Linked DNA regions of Anser cygnoides: region 1 is linked to region 2. The links are chromatin contacts, called in public Hi-C maps. All regions are on one chromosome and are shown on one strand. Each heading gives the region's core, a stretch centred on a gene start, on an enhancer-like site or on the middle of the called end of the contact. The rest is flanking DNA. Distances are from core to core; before and after follow the strand shown.

What was found. Hi-C and Micro-C count contacts between places; a contact is called where the count stands out from the background.
Region 1: a Hi-C map of liver shows a contact between it and region 2, with 3 times the contacts expected there. The contact joins the promoter of ZCCHC2 here to the enhancer-like site in region 2. A contact is called at or near these places in 2 of 7 Hi-C or Micro-C datasets (both in liver).

Annotation. Positions count from the first base shown.
Region 1 is chr2:82,581,433-82,588,842 of Taihu_goose_T2T_genome, reverse strand. ZCCHC2 (zinc finger CCHC-type containing 2) reads right to left here and starts at 5,260. Exons shown (of 13, transcript XM_066992532.1): 1 at 4,153-5,260. The coding sequence starts at 5,118. It overlaps LOC106039942 (a long non-coding RNA gene), which reads left to right and starts at 5,396. Exons shown (of 4, transcript XR_001209581.3): 1 at 5,396-5,970.
Region 2 is chr2:82,542,249-82,549,583 of Taihu_goose_T2T_genome, reverse strand. TNFRSF11A (TNF receptor superfamily member 11a) reads right to left here. Exons shown (of 10, transcript XM_066992527.1): 9 at 6,760-7,335; 10 at 1-2,559. The coding sequence ends at 2,195. Among named protein-coding and RNA genes, the nearest start is that of TNFRSF11A, 23 kb to the right of the region's middle. Within about 2 kb of position 5,798, at least 2 of the 3 cell types and tissues checked have open chromatin away from gene starts, as enhancers often do. A contact at or near this core is called in liver, where this site is marked.

The DNA.
Region 1 (7,410 bases), core at 4,011-6,510, 40 kb before region 2:
AGTACCCCAAGCCCTGGGAGATCCTGCTGTCGACAGGTAAGTCAACCCTGAGTGACACTGGAAACCCAGCCACGGCTTAACAGCAGCAATGCAAGTGCAAGCGTTAGGAAGCCATGGGTACATCTGCAGTCCCCCCAGTGCTTATTTAAGACAACAGAGAAAAAATTGACACGGAAACCAGGGGGAGGCTGATGAAGGCTGGCATAAAGGGACTGGGCAAGGCTACAATCTTGTCTTAATACCTCAAAATTAGAGCTGAACAATGACTAAAGCAACTGAAAGCCATGTAAGTTTTCCATCTGCAGTTTCCTGGAGCATTAACATGTACGTTTAAACAGAGGTCTTTCATTTTAGGAGCTGCTTTTATCTATCCATGACTTCCTTCCCAGAAGACTTCCAGTAATGTTTCTGGACATCCCCAACTCCTGTTTCAAGTCAGAGAAATTTCTGCTCAGAGACAAGGATGTTACAGTCACTGAGAGAGACAGAATACTTTGTATCTCAATATGCAAAACATGTAAAACTCTAGTAGTTTGCTGGACCATCCACAATTTAAAAGATTCTTGCCAACAATAAAAAGTCATCTTTATCCTTCTGTCTCTTATTTAAACCAGACACCATGATACTTAAAGGAGTATTTGAGTACACTGCAGTTTCGATTGTGTGCGTTTTTCTTCTCTCAGAGCTCTTAGGATCTAAAATTAAGTTCTAGTACCTGGTGCTGCTGCAAGTCACTGAAGATCAATCATAAAAGCACTCTTCTAATTTGCAGACAAAATAAACTATAAATAGAAGCCTACTAAACAAAATACCCTGTAAATAGAAACTTTCCCTTTATTTTTAAGTAGGGACTTTTTGTGTGAAGAATCCTCAAGCCAGGTAATTATAAAACTATTCAGCAAGCCATTATCTGCAGGAGACTGCTTATTTCAGTAGAACCTTAGTTCTATTACCATCAAGTATTCCTGATTAAATGCTCCCGCGTATTACGCAAGCCACATTTATCATGTTTGTATGTACTCAGACCTCCTTCGCTATTTCAGCATTCAGACCATAGATCTGGGTTCGAGCAAGATAGGCCATGAACAGGTTTGATCCTGATGGACTTATTAAACATACATAATCAACACCAGAATTAAGCTGTTCTGCTACTTAAACTGATATACGTTAGTGGTATCAGTGTACTTTTTGGTCATTAGTAAGGTTTTTTATGACTACAGATGTGAATGCTGCTGCCTTCTTTTTATACACCAACTCCAGATTCAAAGTCCATATTCTGCACAGCTTAATGCGTCGATGACTTTTTTTTCCCTACATCTTCATTTAGAAATTTGCAAGTTGTATCAGGTGTTTTACCTTAAATAAACATAGTATTTCAGAACACAAGTTTATGCAATTATAAGGCAATCCTACCTCTGCCCATCCCACTCCAACAGTGCTAACCCTCACAAGTTTTGAGCCTATTATTTCCATCTGAATTTGTAAAAGGGTATCGTTACAAAGCGTTAGGTTCTTAAAGAACCATTAGAATAGGATCGCTGCTCTTCTTGGTCTCCCGTTAGATCCTTGTCAAGAAGCAACTTCCACGTGAGCTCCATGTTACCGGGCAGCGCAGACCCTAACCAGAAAACACAGTCCCAAGCATGAGAAAAAAGTAAGCTACCTGACATCCCTAAAGACCGCCCGGTTCCAGCCCCCTCCCACGGGGGGGGACACCTCCCACCAGCCCAGGCTGCCCAAGGCCCCATCCGGCCTGGCCTTGAGCACCCCCAGGGATGGGGATGGGGCACCCACAGCTCCTCTGGGCAGCCTGTGCCAGGGCCTCACCGCACCTAACGCCCCCCCCCCCCCCCCCCCCCCCCGGGGGAGCCGCACGCGCCCCCACGGCGCGCTGCCATTGGCCGCCCGCGAGCCTCCCCGTTACGCAACGCCCCCCCCCCGTGCGGGCCGGGGAGGATCCCGCCCTGCGGGCACGTGACGCCGAGCGCAGGCCGCGCCGCCGCCATCTTGGAGGGGGCGGGAAGCGGCGGGGCCGGCGGGCCCGCAGCGCCGCCGGGGGGGCGCCATGATGGGGGCCGGGGGCGGGGGCGGGCCGCAGCCGCGGGGCCCGGCCCTCACAGCCGCCGCGGGGCGGCGGGCACCGACCCTGCGCGGGGTGCGGGGGGGGGGAACGAGCACGCGGGCGCCTGACGGGATTTTAAATCGGCCCCGTGTAACGGAACAGCGGCATTTTGTGAGGGAAGCCTTGAGCCACGCTGACTCCGTCACCTTCCATTTTCACCTGTCAGGGTCCCTGCAAACCTGAACTGAACAGCCTCGGCAGAAACACAGCAGTCCCTCTGTGCCCTGTCAGCCGCTGCTTCCCAGAAGAGGCTCTGCTCTATTTACAGTTTAACCAATAAGAAAAAAAAAACCTTGCAGAAGGCATGCAGTTGAGCCCTGCGCAGACCAGGCAGTATGTGACATGCATGTTCAGCCAAGCTGGTTCGGATCTCTCCGTGTTCCCTCTGCAGAAGAAACCACCACAACTTGGAAGCCTGCTTTTACGCCGAAGCCAGAACGCCACACGGAGCAGACTGCAATTCCAGTAGTTCATGGGAGCCTGCTCTCCCAGTGCCTTTGGTGGGGCACGCTGAGCACTTAGAGCTGGTGTGCCAGCTTCAGCCAGGAAGCGTGCTTCTAGTTATTAGCACTTCAAACCCAGCAAGGGCAGCGTCCAGCCTTACCGCTTCCTGTAACCCCATCTTCCCCCCCTCTACAGGGACTTGCAGGACATTTTGGGAGAGCTAGACTCGATACAGCTCAGTGAGCCAAAATAAACACTTTTTGGACTTATGCTATGAATTCAGTATGATTTCAGTACCATAACATCCACCCACTAGTTTATGACCTGCCAAATGTGCTTTGGCCTTAAAATGGTACAAGCGTGTACTTAGCATATTTGAAGTCTTAAAAATCCCTGTCTCCTTTCAGTAGTCCTCAAAAGCACATCCTGTCTTTACCAAGCAGATCAAGGGCCATTCCTTTAGAATCACAGCAGTTTTCTGTGAGTGGATGAACTGGACAGCATCAAAAGTAAATTTAAAAAAAAAATGTTTGTACCTTTTTCTGTTAAGCCCCTGACGAATGTGTTGGTTTTAACAGCCTATCTGCATTGTAAGTACCTATCTTCCAGCCCTTTCTTCCTCTTTGCACGAGAGGCCATCTATAGACCAAAAACTGCAGAGCTCCAAGACGATGACTTGGTTGCATAAATATGGGGCGGATTTTTTTTAAAGCAAACATTCACCAAAAGGGCAGCAATGGGTGGCCAGGGGGGAAAAACCCACGTTTAGATATTGCTGCTGCATATGAGAATGCTTCAGTGCCACTCATGGAGAGTCCTCGCTCTGTGACAGCCACCTTCCAGCAACAAGTGGCACATCTGCTTTCAAGATGTGCTCTGCTGCTTCCTGACAGCCACCCAGAAATTAAGCTTTTCTCTGAACAGAAGTTGCAGTTGTGACATTTTAATTTGCTCGTTTAGTAAAACGATTACCACCCCTTCCCAAAGGCCTTCAACCACCTCACGGAACGCGGCTTTTGAGAACCAGCCTCGCGGCCGCTGACCCTTAACTACAGCCCTGATCCTTGCCAAGTCTCATTTTTGGGGGGAGAGAGCAGCTTCCACGTGAAAATTGCCCCAACACCTTCTATTGTTTGGAGCCCCTGCAGCAAGCTCTCTCAGGCCGTATGGTTTCGATCTGGCGTTATGATTATTTTTACGAGTTTAGCCAAGCTGCCGCTTGCACTTCTGCATCGTGCAACTTCTTCAGCGGCCTGCAGCGTACGAGGCAGCCGCTCGAGCTTTACGGGCACTCTGCATCCTACGCTCTAGCAACACGGGGGCTCTAAAGGCAGCGCACCAGAAAGCATGGCTGGCCAGAAAAAGCACCCCCCCCCCCCCCCACTACGTCATACCGGGCAGTATTACGTCACAGCCCCACATTCGCAGCAGGCCCTACAGAGAAGGGGGGCAGGGCTCTCTGGGTGCCCTCTGCCCATCCCACGGGGGTGGGGGGGCTTCGCCTCGGCTCCTAGAAAATCACGGGGAGGGGGCGAAGAAAGGGGAGGGCGCCCAGCGGGAGGGCAGGGCGCGGGGCACGCCGTTACCTGGGCTCGGGGGCGGCCGAAGCCCTCCTCGTCCTGGTCCCCGCACAGGGCCCTCCGCAGGCGCTCCAGGTGCTCCCTCAGGGTGACCCGCTGGTGGAAGGAGAAGGCCGGGTGCAGCGAGGCCATGGTGAAGAGCAGCAGCAGCTCCTCCTGCGCGCCGAAGCCCAGGCCCTGGGCGGCGGGGAGGGGAGCCTGGCCGTTCTCCCCGGCGCCGTCCATCACCACCACCACGTCGTCGTCGTCGTCCTCCTCCTCCTCGGCCGCCTCCTCCTCGGCAGCGCCCGCCGGGGGCCGCCTTGCCGGGCAGCTCTGCAGGATGGAGTCCACCTGGGGCAGCAGGCGGTGCAGGCGGCCGGCGGCCTCGCGGTTCTCGGAGCCCAGCAGGGCCAGGTAGACGATGAGCTTGGAGCGCACGGCCGGGTCGCGGAAGTCGCCGAGCTGCCCGGGGTCGCTCAGCCCGTTGGCCTTGGCCTCCGAGTCGCGGAGGCAGTGGTAGTCCTTGCGGGCCAGGTCCTCCAGGCACGAGCCGAGGAACCGCAGCTCCAGCGGGTTGCACAGGTCCAGCAGCCCCACCATGAACTCCAGCCGCTGCGCCGAGCCCAGCACCAGCCCGAACCACTCGTACACCGTCTCCTTGTCGGTGCGGGCCGCCGCCGCGCCGGGCCCACCGCCGGCACCGCCACCGGCAGCGCTCGGCGTGGCGGCGGCGGCGGCGGGGGGAGGCGGCGGGCCGGGCCCGGGCCCCGTCCCGGTTCCCAAGCCGTGCAGCTGGCTCGGCCTGTCCGGCCCGCACCCCCTCCCCGCGGCGGCTCCCCCGCGGGCCGGCGGCCGGGGCAGCTGCTGCAGCTGGAGGTGACAGTCCAGGGCCGCGCCGGGCTCCTTCAGCCCCAGCCCCGCGGCCGCCGCCTCTTCCGCCGCCGCCGCCTTGTGGCTCGTCTGCTTGAGGGGCAGCTTCATCTTCAGCATCCTCGGCGAGGGGCGGCCGCCAGCGTCCCGCGGGGCCCGGCTGCGGGGCTGGGCGCGGAGGGGAAGGGGACGAAGGGGGGTGGCGGCGGCGCTCAGGCGGAGCCGCCGCTCATCGCCGCCGCGGCCCTGCCGGCGCGGGAGAGGCGCGCGCGGGGGCAACGCTCCGGTGCGTGCCGGGAAACGGGGGGGGCCGGAGGGAGGGAGGGAGGGAGGGGGCGGCGGCTCCCGCAGCGCCCCCCCGGCCGCCGCCTCCTCCTCCTGCCGCTGCCCCTATCGGCGCCGCCGACGTCAGCGCGCTCGCGACCGCGGGGCGGGGCGGCCGTTGGGGCCGTTAGGGCCGCTGCGGGGGGTGTGTGGCGTGCTGAGGGGGGCGCCGCCAGGAGGAAGGGTTCCCTAAGGGTGGGCGCTGTGAGGGCGCTGCCGCCGCCCTGCTCTGTTCCCAGGCCTGCGGGGAGCCCGCAGTTATCGGATTGAACAGCCCGAGCAATCTTGCTTCTTGCTCCGGCTCCCGCACGTTTACATAAAGACGGCGTAACTGAAAACAGAATCGCAAAACCCGTCCCATCACGGTGAAGAACAAAATGTGGCCCGCTAATTAGAATTATGCAAAGCAGCGTCCCTAAACAGCTTACAGCAACAAAGTACGAAGGGCCGCTGCTAACCCCCCCCTTATCTGTCTGTCCGGGAGCTGATTGTGCTGCCATGAAAGAGCCTATTTATTAAACAACCAAGTAAATGTCATGCAGATTGTAATAATCTTGCATGCATCGTTCAGATTTGACACAGACCTTCAGTGTACTCTTCAGTGGTGGTTACAGACTAAACCATATCCTGATTTCTTATATATATTCAGTGAGTACATATACTCACATACATACATTCTATTAAAAAATAAACTTTTAGGTAGTATATGTTAGGTTTATACTTTCCTAATGGCTGCTTTGACCTCTTCTAGTAACACAAATAGACTTGAACCCGATTCAGCTAACTCCACTCTTTCATTACCTTCACAGACCATGGTCACTGCCATCACGGCCTCTTCCAAGGCTTGTGACAGCAGAAATGTAGCAGGGAGCAGGAAGTTGTTCTACTGTTTTCTCCCAGATTGCTAGCAGTTCTTCATCAGTCCCAGAACCAGGAAGGTGAAGAGTAGGTGTAAGAGGTCTCATAAACCCCTTTATTCTTCCATTTTATCTTCCTATGCTGTTCACTGGTTAGGGCCTGGCTGGACCGATGAATCACTCCAAATACTTACAGTTAATAGAACAGTTATCATAATATCCCAAGATAATATTTTCTTACCATTATGAAGCAATAATTCTTGTCTCATTATTACGAGTTTTCTGTTTTGTTTTGTTTCCAAATAAAATCAGCCATGACTATCACAGCAGATATACTAAGCTGAAATCATGGATTTACTGAAACATGACCAGAGGCCTCTACTTTGAACGGCTGTTTCATCTGAATAGAATTTGCAGGATCAGAATTAAAATTGTATGGGTGTTAGAAATAACATTTCTCATATTTTAACAATATGTGATTCGAATAAAACGTGACATAGTTCCAAACAGATGACACCATGGAGGGGGGAAAATGAATTTAATTTTGGTGGGAGGGAAGAAGGCAATGAGAGAAAGAGAAAGTCCACTGAACCATTCATAAGTCCACAAAGGTATGAAAAATTGCACATGCATGAGGGTAATGGTTGAAAGTACACTCCCCAAGTCCAGAAAATACTTGAGCATGTGCCTACGTCCATCCCGATGTGATAGTTCCCAAGCTGATGCTAAGTTTCACAACTAAGCTGAAGAACCTGATTAACTCAGCCCCTTTGTATCTCTGGTTTTCTAATGGTTTAAATTATGATACCTGAGGAAAACAGATTTGCAATATAGGAAAAACAAAACAAAACAAGAAAAAAAAAAAACAGGAAAGGGACTGGTGTGAGAAGGCAAAAAGAAAACAAAGATACTCTAAGTGGGCTTAGAAGCATTTCAGTAGCTCAGGGAGTTGGCAGCAAGAAGAAACAGGACAATGTGGAACAAGGACTCTGAGTATCCAGAGGAAATGAAAGTGAAACTCAGGGCTGGGAATGGAAGAAGAAAGCAGCGGGGCAATGCACGAACACTGCTGTGATACGCTGCCCTTGAGATGTTCTAATCTGATTTTCTTAATAGCATGTTAGAGGAGATGGGAGAAAGAACTGCGACTTCTGCATGATGCATACCATAGACTTGCAGGAAAACAAGTGCAAATCACTCAAAGCAGCTACACACCAGCTAGTTATGGTGC
Region 2 (7,335 bases), core at 4,549-7,048:
TGATGAGGGTGACATGGTTTCTTCGCTTTTGGGTAGGCTCTGGAGGAAGAAGAATCGGATCTACCGTTTCCTACAAGGGACTGGCCACAGTGCTGAGATCATGACGACCCTTTTCTTCATGCCTGCTGATGAACCTAGTGTCAAACCCTGCTCAGTAGGATTCTGCAATTTGGGAGGTGAAAAATGTGCCTTTACTGAGGAGTGGTGTCCTGGATTAACTCTTTTCAGGAAAATGTGACTGAAAACATGAAGTGGGAAAACACTTGCACCATCTTGCATGAACCTGATGTGTAGCTCTGCTTCCTTGTCCCTGTTGCACCAGGATACAGAAACAGGCCTGAAGAGGCTACAAGGAGGTTGTTACAGGATCCAGCAGGAAAAACAAAACAATACCACAGATAACACAGCCTCAGTTGCACACTTTCTTCAAAGAGGCAGAGGTAGTTTAGGCCGTCACTCAACAGGACAACCTACTTGCCTGGCTGAGTCCAGGGTAGGACGGTCTGGTTCTCTGAAGGCCACAGAGAGGTGAAAAGGAGCCTGGCTGTTTGCACACCCTTTCCCCCAGCCACCCAAGAGACAGTTGCACGTCTGTGCCAAGCTTTACATCCCAGATATACAAATAATGCAGAATTATTTTCCTGAGAGGTGAAGGTGGCTTAGCCCATCCTTCTGTTTTCTGGATGAGTAGTTCATCCAGATGATCTTTTCCAACGTTAATGATTCTATGATTCATCGTGGCACAGTGGTCACCCTGTTAGCTTCCTAATTTCTCTTCACCCCCAGAGCAGTACTACTGCAAACAGGGCAGCTAGGTGATAAACCTCTCAGCTTTAAAACCTTCATGAAGAGGAGCCCTCCCTGCCAGAGATCTTTTCAGTCAGGGCGGATGAGATCACACTCAACAAGAGACCCCTTTGCTGTCTAGTACGAAATGCAGCACTGATCCTCCTGAAGGCTCAGGCTGAAGAAAACCTCCTGCAGCACTCACACAATGCAGGAGAATATCAGAAAATTACGCCATGTCAGGAAAACATTAAAAATATCAACATCTCCTCCTGGGATTTCCCTGAGTCTCTGTTCCCTTCACCTTTCTCTCCATGGTCACTGGTGGAGGAGGCTGAAGGATACAGGACCTGAACAAAAGCCAACCGAGCAGCTGAGACCCTACTAACGACAGCTACTACTGTTCTTTAAATCCAGCCCCCTGGTCCCATAGCTTGTCAGCGCTTAGTGTGACAGTGGTTATGCTCCGATTTCAGCTCAGACAGGCCAAGCTCTGGAAACAGTTTCGTGCTGCCCAAATAATGTTCTGCTTACTAATTAAAATATCAAGGGGAAAGACAAATTTGTTTGGGCAGATGAAGGAACACGTGTCTGACCCTGACCAAATTCTCCATCTTCAGGCGCTCTCCTGTCACTCAGGAAATGTCTGCAGCTACTTGCCCTAGATCCTTCCCCCACCTGCTAGCAGTTCTGTGGCTTAAACCTCAGTGACATGATTTGTGCTACAGCATGCCAGGCACATGTCGCTCATCTTTAGCTTCAGGGGTCTGAGTTCCTCTGGGGAGATGCAGTAAGGCAGAGGTGAATCAGGGTTCAGAACTATAAATGCTCTTTGCTCAGGATTAATCTGATACGCTTTCAAGGCATATCAGTGCTAATGTGCCTGTTACCGTAACGCGGGCGGCACTACACACAATCACACCCACAAGTTAGCAAGGGGCAGGCACAGATCCTGACTTTTGCACTGGTTTAGGACTGGAGCGCCTGTTCCTTTGGGGAAAGATGGGAAGGGCTGGAGCCACGCACCCGATCCCTGCCAGGAGTAGAGGTGGCTGTCGCTTCCTTCTACCACCAGAGGTATCGAGGAGGACCAAGGCCCCGTGAAATGGTTCACCTGATACAGCTACTAAATTCCTGCCCAGAGGAAAAAAACAAAAACAACACCTGGGCAGTGCTTGGGGCCCCTTCCAGCACGCTGCCCCCTCTCCAGGAGGGGACATCCGGTGATTCACACTCTCCCCCTGGCCAAGTCCCCCAGCCTGAGGGTTTCCCTCGGCCGTCCTTCGCTGCTGCCCGGGGAGGAACACAGGGGGAGTCCCTCAGCGCTCTCCCAGGGGACCCCAGCGGCCTCCGAAGAAACGAATCCGTCGCAACAACCGGGATTCGGGGTTGACCCCCTTGCGGGCCGTCAGTTCAACACCTTCTCCGAGGAGTGTCCCAGCCTCCCCTCCTCCTGCACGGGCTGCGAGGCCTCATGGCGTAGGCCCGGGCTCGGCACCGTGGCCGTGTGGTGGTGCCGCGGCCCGGCGGCCCCCCCGGCGTGCAGCTCGGCGCACTTCTCCTTGTAGTGCTGCGCGTTGCCGGCGAAGGTCTCGCAGCGGCTGGGGTTCTCCTCCTGCACCGGGCTGCCCACGTTCTCCGAGGCCGCCCCTGACGAGGCCGTTGCCCCCTCCTGGGAGTTTTGGCTAAGGTAGACGACGATGATGTCTCCCTTGAAATTCATTACTTGTCCACTGGAAATAAACGTGGAGTTACTGTTTCCAGTCACATTTCCTGGGGAAGGAGCGGGGGAGAAAAGAAGACAGGCGTGATTAATATTTTCTCTCATGAGGCGGGTGTTTAGCACGGTGAATGTAATCCGCCGCGATAGCTTTACTTTTGTTCCATTATTTTTATCCCGTGACATAGGGATGCTCTTATAATCAATGCCTTCCACGGGGCTCTCTCATGATTTCCACTTGTGCCGCCTCGGGACGACGCCTGTCACCCTCGGGGAGCCTGTCTGCAGCATTTGGAAAAGTTCTCTCTCTACACTGCTCTCCTGCAAGCAAGAGCACGCGAGATAACCTCATCTTCCCATGGCCTCTGGATGCTTGAGCTGCTCCCAGGCCGCCTCCACACGCGGTTTGTGAGGAAACAGCTATCATTTCTAATTCTTAGATGCGTTTTAGAGCCCCAGGCATCACATTGCCTTTTCCCCCTTGGTAAGCAATCACTCCTATGGTGAGGGCTAGGCAGCAGGTTTATTGAATAAGTCCTGAATGACTTAATGTTAGGCCTTGCAGTCACAGCGTCCAAATGACACAGAGCTTATACGATTATCTTGTATTGTCCCATCTCCCACGTAGGCACACTCCAGCCCTCATCCAGTGCCCTCATGGATTTAACGGGATATATGTTGGCTACGGGGAAAAGAGAGTCTATAATACAGCAGCCTAACAGAGTTACGGCTTCAGTAAGTCTGCCTGCGGCTAGAGATTTCTCAGTATAAATCCAATCTTTGTCTCACTCAAGGACTGGGTCACTGACTCAAGCGACAGCAGGACCAGGCTCTGGGAATTAATAAACTTCCCTTGGAGTGGAAAGAAAATAACTGAGAACAAAGTTTCAACAACAAACTAACAAACTTCCCTGAAATTAAACAAAGTTGACCAAAACAACCAAATAAATAACTCTTGTAGCCTATGAACACTTCTCCTTAGAAATGTTTTTTTCCTGCTGAGCTTCGCTTAACCATGACTTGCAGATTGACCGTGCCCCTCACAGACGTTTTGTGCATTTTCTCAATGCTCTCCTCAACACTTGAGACCTTCACAGTTTGGTTGCAGCTGAGCCCGGAGAAAAGCTGTTTTCCCAGCAGCCGACGGTGCTGTTTACACACCAGCAGTGCACATTGGGTGCCAGCAGTGCCGACTGAAGGCCTCACACAAAGCACTCATAGCCGAGTCTGGGTAGCACTGGAGCATCTAACAGCCCCCCTCAAGCGATCCTATTTACCTGAGCTGAACCACCTCACTGATAGCTCTCTGCCGTCTTTCCAAGTACTGCTGATTACCGTGAGGTGTCAGTAAGAGTGCTCACCGCAGGGACTTCTCCCTGTCTGCCTCTTCCCCTGCGTTCAGGTTGTTTGCTGTCAGCACGGCTCTGTTAGGCACCACGGGAGGACAGCAATAACTTTTTGCTTTCATACGGATTGCCTGCCACTCAGAAAAAGGCACTGCAAAAGTTCACCAGTGCTCGGCACGAGATTCAGAGTTTGGAAATATAAGTGATGGAGTAAAAAAAAAAAAAAAAAAGTGGATAAACACATTTAAATTGTTTAGTTGAATGTTGCTAGCAATTCTTCACTGCTTCCTGTTTATGCTGAAACAAAAGTAAATGTGAAGCACAGAAGCACAGAAAATGGACCTAGGAGCTTCCTGGATTGCACTAAGAAATGTGCTTCCAACCTGAAAAGTATAAGGGACACCTTCAGAGGGCAAGTGAAGGCAGACTTCTCTGCAGAATTTCAGCCTTTCGATCTCTTCGTACTGCCTGATGATATTAATTACAATGACAGATTAATTTCTGTGGTAATTATTCACTGGGAACTGGAACGATGTAGGCAATTAATTTCCTCAGAGCCATCTAATGGCATCTGGGTGGTAGGAGCTGGTTGTTGCAGCTGAACCAGGCTGGTTTGGGCTCTGGAAGCGAAAGTCTCCACAAAACCACCCCTAGTCCCCTGTCACATGAATCTTCAACCACTCGTGTTTTACGCTGAAGCCCTACACGAGACGTGAGGTGGCTGTGATCCATGTCCTGACTGCTGCATCTTCTGACTGCCTCCAGGGAGATTTGGGAGGGTGCTTGAAGGCTTCCCTCAATTGCTGTCCATGACCCCTGTAACGGCAACTGTCCAGAGGTTTACTTTGGCCCTCTCAGGTTATTTCACAGTAGGGGCAGAGTCTGCAACTTCTGTTGTCATTCTGAATGCTAAGGAACCAAAACCAAAACTTCATGGAATTACCCATGGCATTTTTCTTCCCATTTCTTCACCCACCCACTTCCAGGCAGTTCTGTCTTAGCACAACTGTGTGCAAAGCCTGGTGGCTACAGCTGCTTTGAGAAGCTTCACAGAAAGTTATTTTGCACATTTGTCCCATCCGGGCACCTCACAGGGCCCAGCAAAACGACTGATGCTGCTACAGCTCCACACACAGCCCCAAATGTGAGCTGGGGCGCTTCAGCGAGGAAGCTACTACTGCTAAGCCCGCTCCCCCTTCTCATGCAACCAGGAGTGACCAGCAGGGCACAGCCACTCCACGGGCTGAAAAACCCTCTGCCAGCAAGGCACCTTAGCTCCCTACCAACTAAACCCATGCTCTCATACTGCCCACTGCTCGGTCAGTGCCTCCACCGTCACGCCGCGGTGGCGGCGAATTAGGAACGCTGAATCTGTGCTCAGGTGACAGCAGATGGCACTGTAGCACGTACACACCCGAAGGCACAGATGCAATTAAAATCACACAGAAAGAATTGTGCCGTCGAGTTAAGATGGCACTTCCCAGCATGTCACTTACATCCAAACTCTCCTGCTTGCCTTAACGTTTCTTAATATTTTCTCTTCCTCTTCTTGAGAGATTTAGAAAGAAAAGCAGTACTTCTGCAGGGCCAGATAAGACTTGACTTTCAGTATTACCTCAGAGTCACCTTCCACAAAAATAAAATCTGTCTGCTCTTTACTACTATTAAGTTTTGTACAGATCAGGGAGCGAAACTGTTTCGAGATTTCAGGAAACTGAAGCAGTAGAAAGAGTATCTGCTCTTAGAAAGATCAACACTGCACGCTTTCAGGTTCTTGCACAGCTTGTATGCTTAGAAGGGAAGGGCCCTCAAAATGTCACTTGCGGGTCTTCAAAGTGTCACTTTTGGGCTTTGGCAGATTGACAAGAAAGTCTGCGTAAGAAGCCTTAAGGCATGATGTGGTTTTAAAGAAGAGCAACCGCTTACGATTGCTGTGTGTATTACAGTAATACTCAGATGTCCCAGTCAAAGCTAAGGTCCCATTACGCCCGGCAGCACATAGATGCAAAAGCAGAGCATCTGTCTTTAAGAGGTTATAATCTAAAATGACTAATAACACATGACAAGACGATTGCAGACTTTTATACTGAAAAGTCTGAGGGAGGAAGGTTTTATCCAGAAAATGCTCATAACTTCCCTTCTGCTAGTTTTGCTTCACTGATTTTTCTCCCTGCTTTCGTTCGACTATTTTGCAATATTCACTCGATTTGTAAATTAGTAGCCAAGTAGTAAACTGGTGACATCAGTGTTTCAGAGCTGTTTTTGGGACAAAGTGCTTGCATGTGAAGAAACAAATGTATGTATGAAATTATCTTTAGGTGAACGTTTATATATTAGCAAATTAAAACAAAGAGAAAGAGCTAAAGGCAAAAAATTGATCACAGTCTCTTAGACCCTACCCTGGCCACCAGGTAACAGCTCCAGCTGGAGTTTTACTGACGGCCACGTGACTGTAACTGCACCTCAACTTAACGGCAAGGACAAAGATGCATGTGCAGGCTGCTGAATGGAAAAACACCCATCAGAGTTACTTGTCCCTTCTCAGCTCAGCCTCTAGGTGACCATTCTCTCCTAAGTTTTCTGTCATACAAAGGCCTGCCGCAGCAAAGATTACTGAGTTACAGGACTGGCTGGCTTTTGCAGCCACATCAGACGCTGAGTTCTGCATTGCTGGTCAGATCATGGCAGGACAATGACCCCTCACAGTGCTCGCGCTATTTGCAGAATTCACAGTGAACCAAAAGCCTTGCTAGTTCAGTTTTGTCTTTCAGGTTAGCGTCAGGGCAATTAAGCAAAAAGGCACCATGCCATTTTTCTCTACTCCTAGATCAGACCCTCTGGATGATACCAAGCTAGCACGGAGAACAGTCTATACAACTGCGTACAGGTCAAGCCTAATGGACTCACCAGATGCTGGAGGGAGGTCTGAAGTGCTGCTGTTTGTCCCTGAAGTGCTTCTGCTTGTGTTCTGGTACTTCGTGCTGGTACCGTCAGAAGATGCATCTTCCATACCATGGTCACTTGTTAGAGTGCTCTGACCAGCAGAGAGAAAATTCAAGCCACAGGTGCACTGTGCATAGGATCCAGTTTCTGGGGAGGTGGAGGCACTGTCAACTGCAGCACAACAGGGTTTGCTCCACTTTCTGGGAGATTCCTGGTATGAAATGCCACACCTTACACAGATCTTCTCTGAGTCATGGTTCGTTGCAAAACGATCTGTGTCTTTGCTGTCTGTTTCCTTTGGACAACTGTGGACACGTTGGTAAGATTTCTGAAGATATTTGTCCATGGCAGCGTGTGCACCATCTGCATCGGAGAAGGAGTCAGAGCCTTGAGAGACGGACACGTCCTCTGTACTCCCAACTCCTGAAAAGCACTGATTCAAGCTATCGTTCTCCCCGATCTCCACCGGTTCTGAAAACGACGACACAGTTTTACTGTCAGGCCGACTCAGCAAAGATAAATAATCAGCAGCATTGAGAT